Linked DNA regions of Arachis hypogaea: region 2 is linked to region 1. Evidence: chromatin contacts called from public Hi-C data. All regions are on one chromosome and are shown on one strand. Each heading gives the region's core, a stretch centred on a gene start, on an enhancer-like site or on the middle of the called end of the contact. The rest is flanking DNA. Distances are from core to core; before and after follow the strand shown.

Region 1 (3,766 bases), core at 912-3,411:
AGATGTTATGAATTGCTCCAAGATTTGACAGAGTAAAGAGGCAGATTCAGGAAAGCTCTCATTATTAAGATCCATATATCGAACTACATGTCTACATCTCAGCAATATCCAATGAAGCCTAAAAACATTGGCCACCTACAACCACCTCTTAGTATAAAGTTTTCAAACCACCATTCACATATAAATCCTTAGTCTCCACAAGTGATAATAAAGCAAACGAATCTAAATTAATAAAAACTATAACTTTGTTAGAAAGACCAAGTGCAACCTATTGAGTATTGAAATGAGGGAGATGACATGTCGATTTTTTGCCTGTTCTATAACTACAAGTAGTAGGCATACTTTGCACTAACTTCATTCTTACACGTTCCTCATCCTCATACTCACTTGTAAGCTCATGAGTCTTGTTCATGTCGCATCATGTGACATAAACCGCAGAATTTTCTTTCAAATTTTCAGCTCATGAAACATGGAATCAAATTGTGTTCACCCTTGAAATAACCAAATGATAAAATATCAACCACTCATTATGCAACAACACAGACAAAGTTAGTAGCTATCACCTACTAACAACTGCTCAATTGTTCATATCGTGTCCGAATTATACGATGAGGACCCCTTGTAGAAAGCGGGGGGTTGACTTGAACTAGAAAACACTGATTACCAAAACGTACAAAGTAGAGAAAAGCGGCCAAGCAATCTGATGCAAGTAACATACGACACCAGTCTAATTGAATGTACATCATCACATAATAATAATAATAATAATAATAATAAGTCGAAGAAGAAGACAATTTCAGTGTTCAGAGTTCCATATCCTCCACAAACCTAAGAGGAAGCAATTGCAGGTGCAAGTGAAACATTGTTGAGCCTCTCGAGAACCAAAATAAGAGCTTGGGTGCCCAAATTGCCTTCACCGTGAGCCCTGAGAGAAACATATAGCTGCTGAGCAAGAGCCAAACCAGGCAGGGAGATACCCATATTCTGGCACTCCTTCAAGCAAATCCCTAAATCCTTCACAAAGTGGTTCACATAAAACCCTGGCCCCAAATCCCTCTTCAATATCCTCTGTCCGTACAAATCCAGTGACTTCGAACCCGCCGCACCGGTAGAAATCGCATCCAGGTACAACCCTACGTCCAGCCCCGCCTTGTGCGCGTACACCATCCCCTCCACCAACCCCACCATCGTCGACGCTATCGTAATCTGGTTCGCCAGCTTCGCGAATTGCCCCTTTCCGCTTCCTCCCATGTAGTTCACCTTCCCCATCAGCGAGAACAGAGGTTGGAGCCGCTTAACCACCGATTCCTCTCCTCCAGTGAAGATTGCCAGGGTTCCGTTCTTGGCGCCGCGGTCGCCGCCAGATACGGGAGCGTCGATGGAATGGCAGGATTTGGAGGACGCCGCGGCCGCGATCTCGACGGCGAGGGAGGGCTCCGAGGTAGTCATGTCAACAAGGATGCCGCCAGGCCGGAGGCCGGCGAGGGCGCCGGAGTGGGGATCGAGAAGGACGGCGCGAACGTCGGAGGGGTAGCCGACGATGGAGAAGACGACGTCGGAGTTGGAGGCGAGGGAGAGGGGATTATCGGCCTGGTGGGCCCCCATTTTGAGGAGGGGTTGGGCCTTGGAAGGGGTGCGGTTGAAGACCGTGAGCGTGTAGCCGGCTCGTATGAGGTGGGAGCACATGGAGAGGCCCATGACGCCCGTACCTATCCAGCCCACGCGGGTGTTGGATGGGCTTATGGGCTCGGCAGCGGCGGAGGAGGCCATGTAGCGGCGGGCGATAACTTGTGGAATTGAGATTAAGCGTTGGGAGAGTGGCAGTGGCATCTCGCTTGTTTTGTTTGACGGCTGCTATATATATCTCATTTTCCCCCCCTTGTCTTCGCACCCCATTATCCAGCTTTGTCTTTGTCCCTAGATCTTTTAAGATGCGATGCTTCTATATACTACTGTGAAGTCTAGGGTTTTTGGTACAACAATAGGAACCCACAGTCACACCTTTGAAAATACCCAAAAACATTCAAAGGAATAAACAGAGAAATAAATATGATGATATGATTTAACAAACAACTTCTCTAAATTTTGATTTTCTTTTTCTTTTTCAGAAGAACAAACTCTCAATTGTAGAATTGTTTAGTAGTGAGATAATAGTATATCTAAAATTCAATCTATTATAATTAATTTGGGTATAAATGAAAGATGGTTGAGAATAAGTGGTATAGTCACAATTTAATTTATCATGTATTAAATAATTAGTTATTTTTATTATATGTATAATTTAATTAAATGGTTAATATAATAAGTTTTTTTTATTAAATTTAAAATTTTTTTATTATAATAATGATCATAATATTGAGAGACAAATATTTTATAATTTAATTTAAACTATTATTGGCCATAAGATTATTAAAAGGTACATTAATAATTCACATAAATCAATATATATGTATTATGCATATAGAGATATGATAATTAAATATTTAGGATTTAATTTTGTATGATTTTGTTTGTTTTGGATGAAGAGTTCTTGAGATTTGAAGAATTTGGTAAAATTGGTAAAACTTATTTTTAACCAACTTCGATAGGCCATAATTTGGTTTTCGAACCTTCAAATTTTGTGAAACTTATCTTAAATGAAAACTAGGTTCGAGTAGCTTATGACATTCGAAGAACGGACGAAAATCATTTTTTTACGGAAAATTTATTCGCATTTGAAGTTTTGATAAAAAAAAATTGAACTTTCTGCAACATATCAGCTTTTTGAAAATCCTGCATTCGTGCGTACGTGGAAGTGTCATGCGACGCGAGTAAATGGTTCTGCCTAGTACTCTCGCATATGCGAGAGTAGTCCGCGTACGTGACAATGTCAATTTTTAAACTCATGCGTACGTTGCAATGTCGCGCGTGCGAGCAAACGTTTCTAACAATATTCTCGTGTACACGAAGGTGGTCCACGTACGCGACATTCCCAAATTTTGAAATTTATGCGTACGCAGAAGGTGCTTACGTACACTACGACCTTGTTTTGCTAAAAATGAATTTTTAAGTTTTCAACCACTCCTCTAGCTTTCTAAACCTCTGTAAGCCTTGTTATGAGTCTAGAGCCGGTGTAATAGAGGGTAGAGAATTTAGGAATGAGACCTAATAGGGTGAGACAGTGAATTAGAAAAAGATGGAATAAATATAATGAGAGATGTGATGAGGATGATTATGATAGTTGATGTTGATTGAGGATGATGAGGATGATTATGATAATGAGAGATAACGATGATTGATTCTGAATATGATTTTGAATGAAGTGAAATGAGATTGAGGGTGAATTTAATAACGAAATTGACTTTGACTGAGATATACCTGTCTGGATAGATGTAGTGGCTTTGTTCTACTTGCTCTGGGATGTGGTAAAATATACGTGCCTGGGTAAATGTAGCGGCATTATTTCACATGCTACGGGATGTGTTGAGATATATCTGTCTATGTAGATGTAGTGGCGTTATTCCACTTGCTCCGGATTATGGTTTGAGATTCTGGGGTAGACGCAAGGATTGTGGTTTTGTCCCGCTTGCTCCCAGTTGATATTTGAGCTTCTGGGGTAGATACAAGAATTGTGGTTTTTTCCCATTTGCTTCTAGTTGAAATGTTAATCCTCCATCGCAAGATGTGGCCGGACACTTAGACCTTTCCGGATAATTCCTCCAAGAGATGTAAATTCCTCTTGAGAGATGCGTGCACGTAGGGACTATCCAGGATTAGCTACTGGACA
Region 2 (3,766 bases), core at 779-3,278, 130 kb after region 1:
ATCAATGTATGACATTTATAATGGCCTTTTGGTCGAGATTCCATCTTTGGGCTTAAAAGAAGATTTTGTTTATTTGCCCAATTGACAAGCATCACAAGTAATATCCTTGTCAAACTTTATATTAGGAATACCTCAAACTAAATTTTTCTTAACAAGCTTAGAAATTTGGTACATGCTAGCGTGACCCAACTTCTTGTGCCAAAGCCATTTTTCAGATTCTATTGAGGTAAAATATGTCACATTTGATCTTTTAAGTCCTCTAGAGTAAGTCCATACACATTGTTACATCTTTTTGCCTCAAACAAAACTACACCGGATTTTTCACAAATAACTAAGTAGTCTAATTTTCTAAATATAACTAAATATCCAAGACCACATAATTGACTATTGCTTAGTAAGTTGTGTTTCAATCCATCAACAAGAAAAACATCATTCATGAAAGATGAGAAATTCTTACCTACTTTACCTATGGCCACTATCTTTCCTTTACCATTATCACCGAAAGTTACAAACCCCCCATCATACTCATCAAGCTTGATGAAGAATGTGGATTTTTCGGTCATATGCCTAGAGCATCCGCTATCTAAGTACCACATGTTGTCCTTTCTTTTGGATTCTAGGCACACAAAAAAATCTTAAGTGACCTTAGGTATCCAAATCTTTTTGGATCCTTGAATGTTAAACCACCTCCTTTGGCCAAGACCATTATAGTTGCCAACTATTTTGTACACTTTATCTCCAATAATTTTTTCACATATAAAACATTGAATAAGAAAATGCCCATCTCAATTGCATAAATGACAAAACCTTTTTGGTTGCTATTTTTTTATATTAGTTGGGTTTTGAAACTTTATGTCATCTGAAGTAGAAGCCATATTTGAAAAAGGTTATCTTTCAAAAGTGTTTTTAGATTTTTTATGAAAACCCAATCCAGCCTTTTCATAAATATGTTTTTGACTAGCCAAGAGTTTATTTAGATTTTCAGAACTTTGAGTAAAGTTGGCCAGATCTTCTTTTAAGCTTTTTACCTCTTTGTGAAACCTTTCATTTTCTTCAAAATAGTTCAAGTATACAATCACAGAATGTTGTTTCTCATAGCCCTTAAGTTCAGCCTTTAGTAGCTTGTTTTCTTCAACAAGATCAACAACGGTTTCGACTTCCCTTAATTTATCTTTGAGAAAAGTGTTTTCTGCCTTCAGGATGTCATTTTGAGATTCAAGTTCATGATTTTTATTTAAGAAGCATCTTAGTTTCTTAGTGAGATAATCAATCATAAGATGAAGGTCTTCAGTAGAAGGTTCAATGAAAATTACCTCATTAGTTTGATCGGCCATGAGGCAGGTTTGAGATTTGTTCTCTGATTCTTTTCTTTCTTGGAATTTTCTTCTTTCTTCAACTTTGGATAGTTAAACTTGTAATGTCCAACCTCTCTACAGTTGTGGCAGATGATCTTGTTTAAGTCCCTTTTTGGTCTTCCTAAGCTGCCTCCCTTGCATCTTTCTTTAACCTTCATCATTTTTCTAAATTTCTTAGCAAAAAGAACAAACTCATCATCAGATAAGTTATCACTGGATTCATCATCTAAGGACTCAGTGAATGATTTGAGAGCAATTTCTTTCTTTTTTGTGTCATTTTTTAAGTAAGTGGTTTCAAAAGCAAGTAAATTTCCTCTCAGATCATCATATGTCATTTGATCAATGATACTGCTCTTAGCTATAACCATAGCCTTAATTTCCCACTCTTTATTGAGACTTCTTAGAACTTTCCTCACTAACACAGGTTTAGGGTGAGTAATCCCCGTAGCATCTAGGCCATTGATGATGACGTTGAATCTTTCAAATATTTCATCAATAGATTCTCCTTCCTTCATAGAGAATATTTTGTACTCTTTGCTCAACATGTCTATTCTGGTTCTCTTGACTTGGGTAGTCCCTTCATGGGTGACTTGGAGCTTGTCCCAGATTTTCTTTTCTATTTTACATCTTGATACCTTTCGGTATTCCTCGAAGCTGATAGCACAATTAAGCATGTTGACAACTTTGGCGTTGAGCTCTATCTTCTTTTATCTTCATCATTCCATTTGTCCTCAGTCTTAGAAATCACTACACCATCTGCTTTTGTTTTGGTTGGGATTTGGAGACCATTCAAGATTATCATCAAAATGTTATAATCTACTGATTAAACAAAGATCTTCATTCTCTCATTCCAATAGTTGTAGTTCTTTCTATTGAAGAACAAAGGTCTGTTATTGGATTGGCTTTCTGTCAGAGTGTATGCCACCATGTTGGAGCCATTGTTGTTCGCCATCAGGATCTTTTGTCCAAGCTACAAAGCTTGATCTCTTTGAAACTAAGCTCTGATACCAATTGATGGTTATCAGTGGCTAAGAGAATGGGGGATTGAATCTTAGCATCTCTTGTGAATATTACTTTTTGTTTTCTCAAAGAAACTTAGGAGATGTGTTTGCTTTTGTCTTGTATCGAGTTAAGAGACACTTTATTTTTATCTCTTGAGTAGCAAAAGTAGAAGTGAAGTAGAGAGGAAGAAGTGACACACAGATGTATCTTAGTTCAGCTACCTAGTGCAATGTAGCCTATATCTAGTCTCCATCATAATTATGATGGGATTTCACTAACTTTTTCAACATATTACATACACCAATGTTTTTCTAGGATCTACCCAATCCTATCTGGGACAAATTCATATTCTAACACAATCTGAATTTGACTAGATCTCAATCTAGTTTTCAACAGTAAAGTGCTAACCCAACTTACAAGGGAATCTCCACAGGATCATGACTTAAAACAGAAAGATGTATAAAGAAAATCTGAAACATCTTATGGCTTTTTCTCCAAGTTTTACTAACTATTTTTTACCTCTCATTGGCTTTTCTTACAAACCTCACCATGTTTGCCTTTTTTCAATGAGACTCAGACAGACTAAATTGAGAAAAAGAGAATACTAAATGAGAACCATGAAGGAGAAGAACTCAAAAGTTTAGGAAGCTATAAGAACTGAACACTGTGCTTCGTTCTTACTCTCTTGCCTTCAACCCTTGGCCATTCACCCTTATTATAGAAGAGTGAAGCTTCCCAGGTTGAAGCTAGTTCACAGTCCATACTATCTTCTTCTCCTTCACAGAACTTGTAGCGGCTTTGTCAGTGAGGAGAGAAAAATCTGAATTGGTTGCATGCAACTTACCCATTCTCTCTCATTCTTTTTTTCAAGTTTCTTCAATCTTGACCGTGGAGCCTTGCTTTGGCTTCAAGTTTTATTTCTGAGCATTGATGAGCTTCTAACAATTGTTGACTTTGCTTTCTTCATTGTTGCTTGTTCTGTTCTTGGTTCTTGGCAGATTTCTCCTTGATTCCTTGATGAAGCACAAAAGAAGAAAGAAATTTTTTGATGTGTTTTGACCGAAGAGTGACTAGCTTCTTGGTTGTAGTTCTTTATTCTTGCTTGGATTTGAAAACAAGCTTTTTGTTCTTCACACCATCATAGCTACTGCATTTTTTTTTCTTTCTTTCTTTCTTCCTTGTTGGAAGATGTGACCAAAGTGAAAGAGAGAGGAGAGAGAAGAAAGAATTTGGCTTTCGGTAGAAGCGTCAAAAAATTAATTGGAATGAATTTGGGGTTTAAGTGTCAAAAAGTGGGAAGTGTAGTTGATTACCGAATGGGCTTGGATTTTTATTTGGGCCATGTAACTTGTGGCTAGGTTCAGCCATTTCCTATCTTGGATCAAGATTGGGGTATTTAGTGTAGACTT

The links. A called contact is a pair of places that touch in the nucleus more often than the background predicts.
Region 2: a contact with region 1 is called in a Hi-C map of an unstated tissue, with 4 times the contacts expected there. The contact joins the promoter of LOC140183402 here to the promoter of LOC112790182 in region 1. A contact is called at or near these places in 2 of 8 Hi-C or Micro-C datasets (leaf and an unstated tissue).

What each region holds. Positions count from the first base shown.
Region 1 is chr3:32,904,166-32,907,931 of arahy.Tifrunner.gnm2.J5K5, forward strand. It overlaps LOC112790182 (probable 3-hydroxyisobutyrate dehydrogenase-like 1, mitochondrial), which reads right to left and starts at 2,162. Exons shown (of 1, transcript XM_025832449.3): 1 at 679-2,162. The coding sequence starts at 1,830. The coding sequence ends at 829.
Region 2 is chr3:33,032,505-33,036,270 of arahy.Tifrunner.gnm2.J5K5, forward strand. LOC140183402 reads right to left here and starts at 2,029. Exons shown (of 1, transcript XM_072231816.1): 1 at 1,310-2,029. The coding sequence starts at 2,029. The coding sequence ends at 1,310.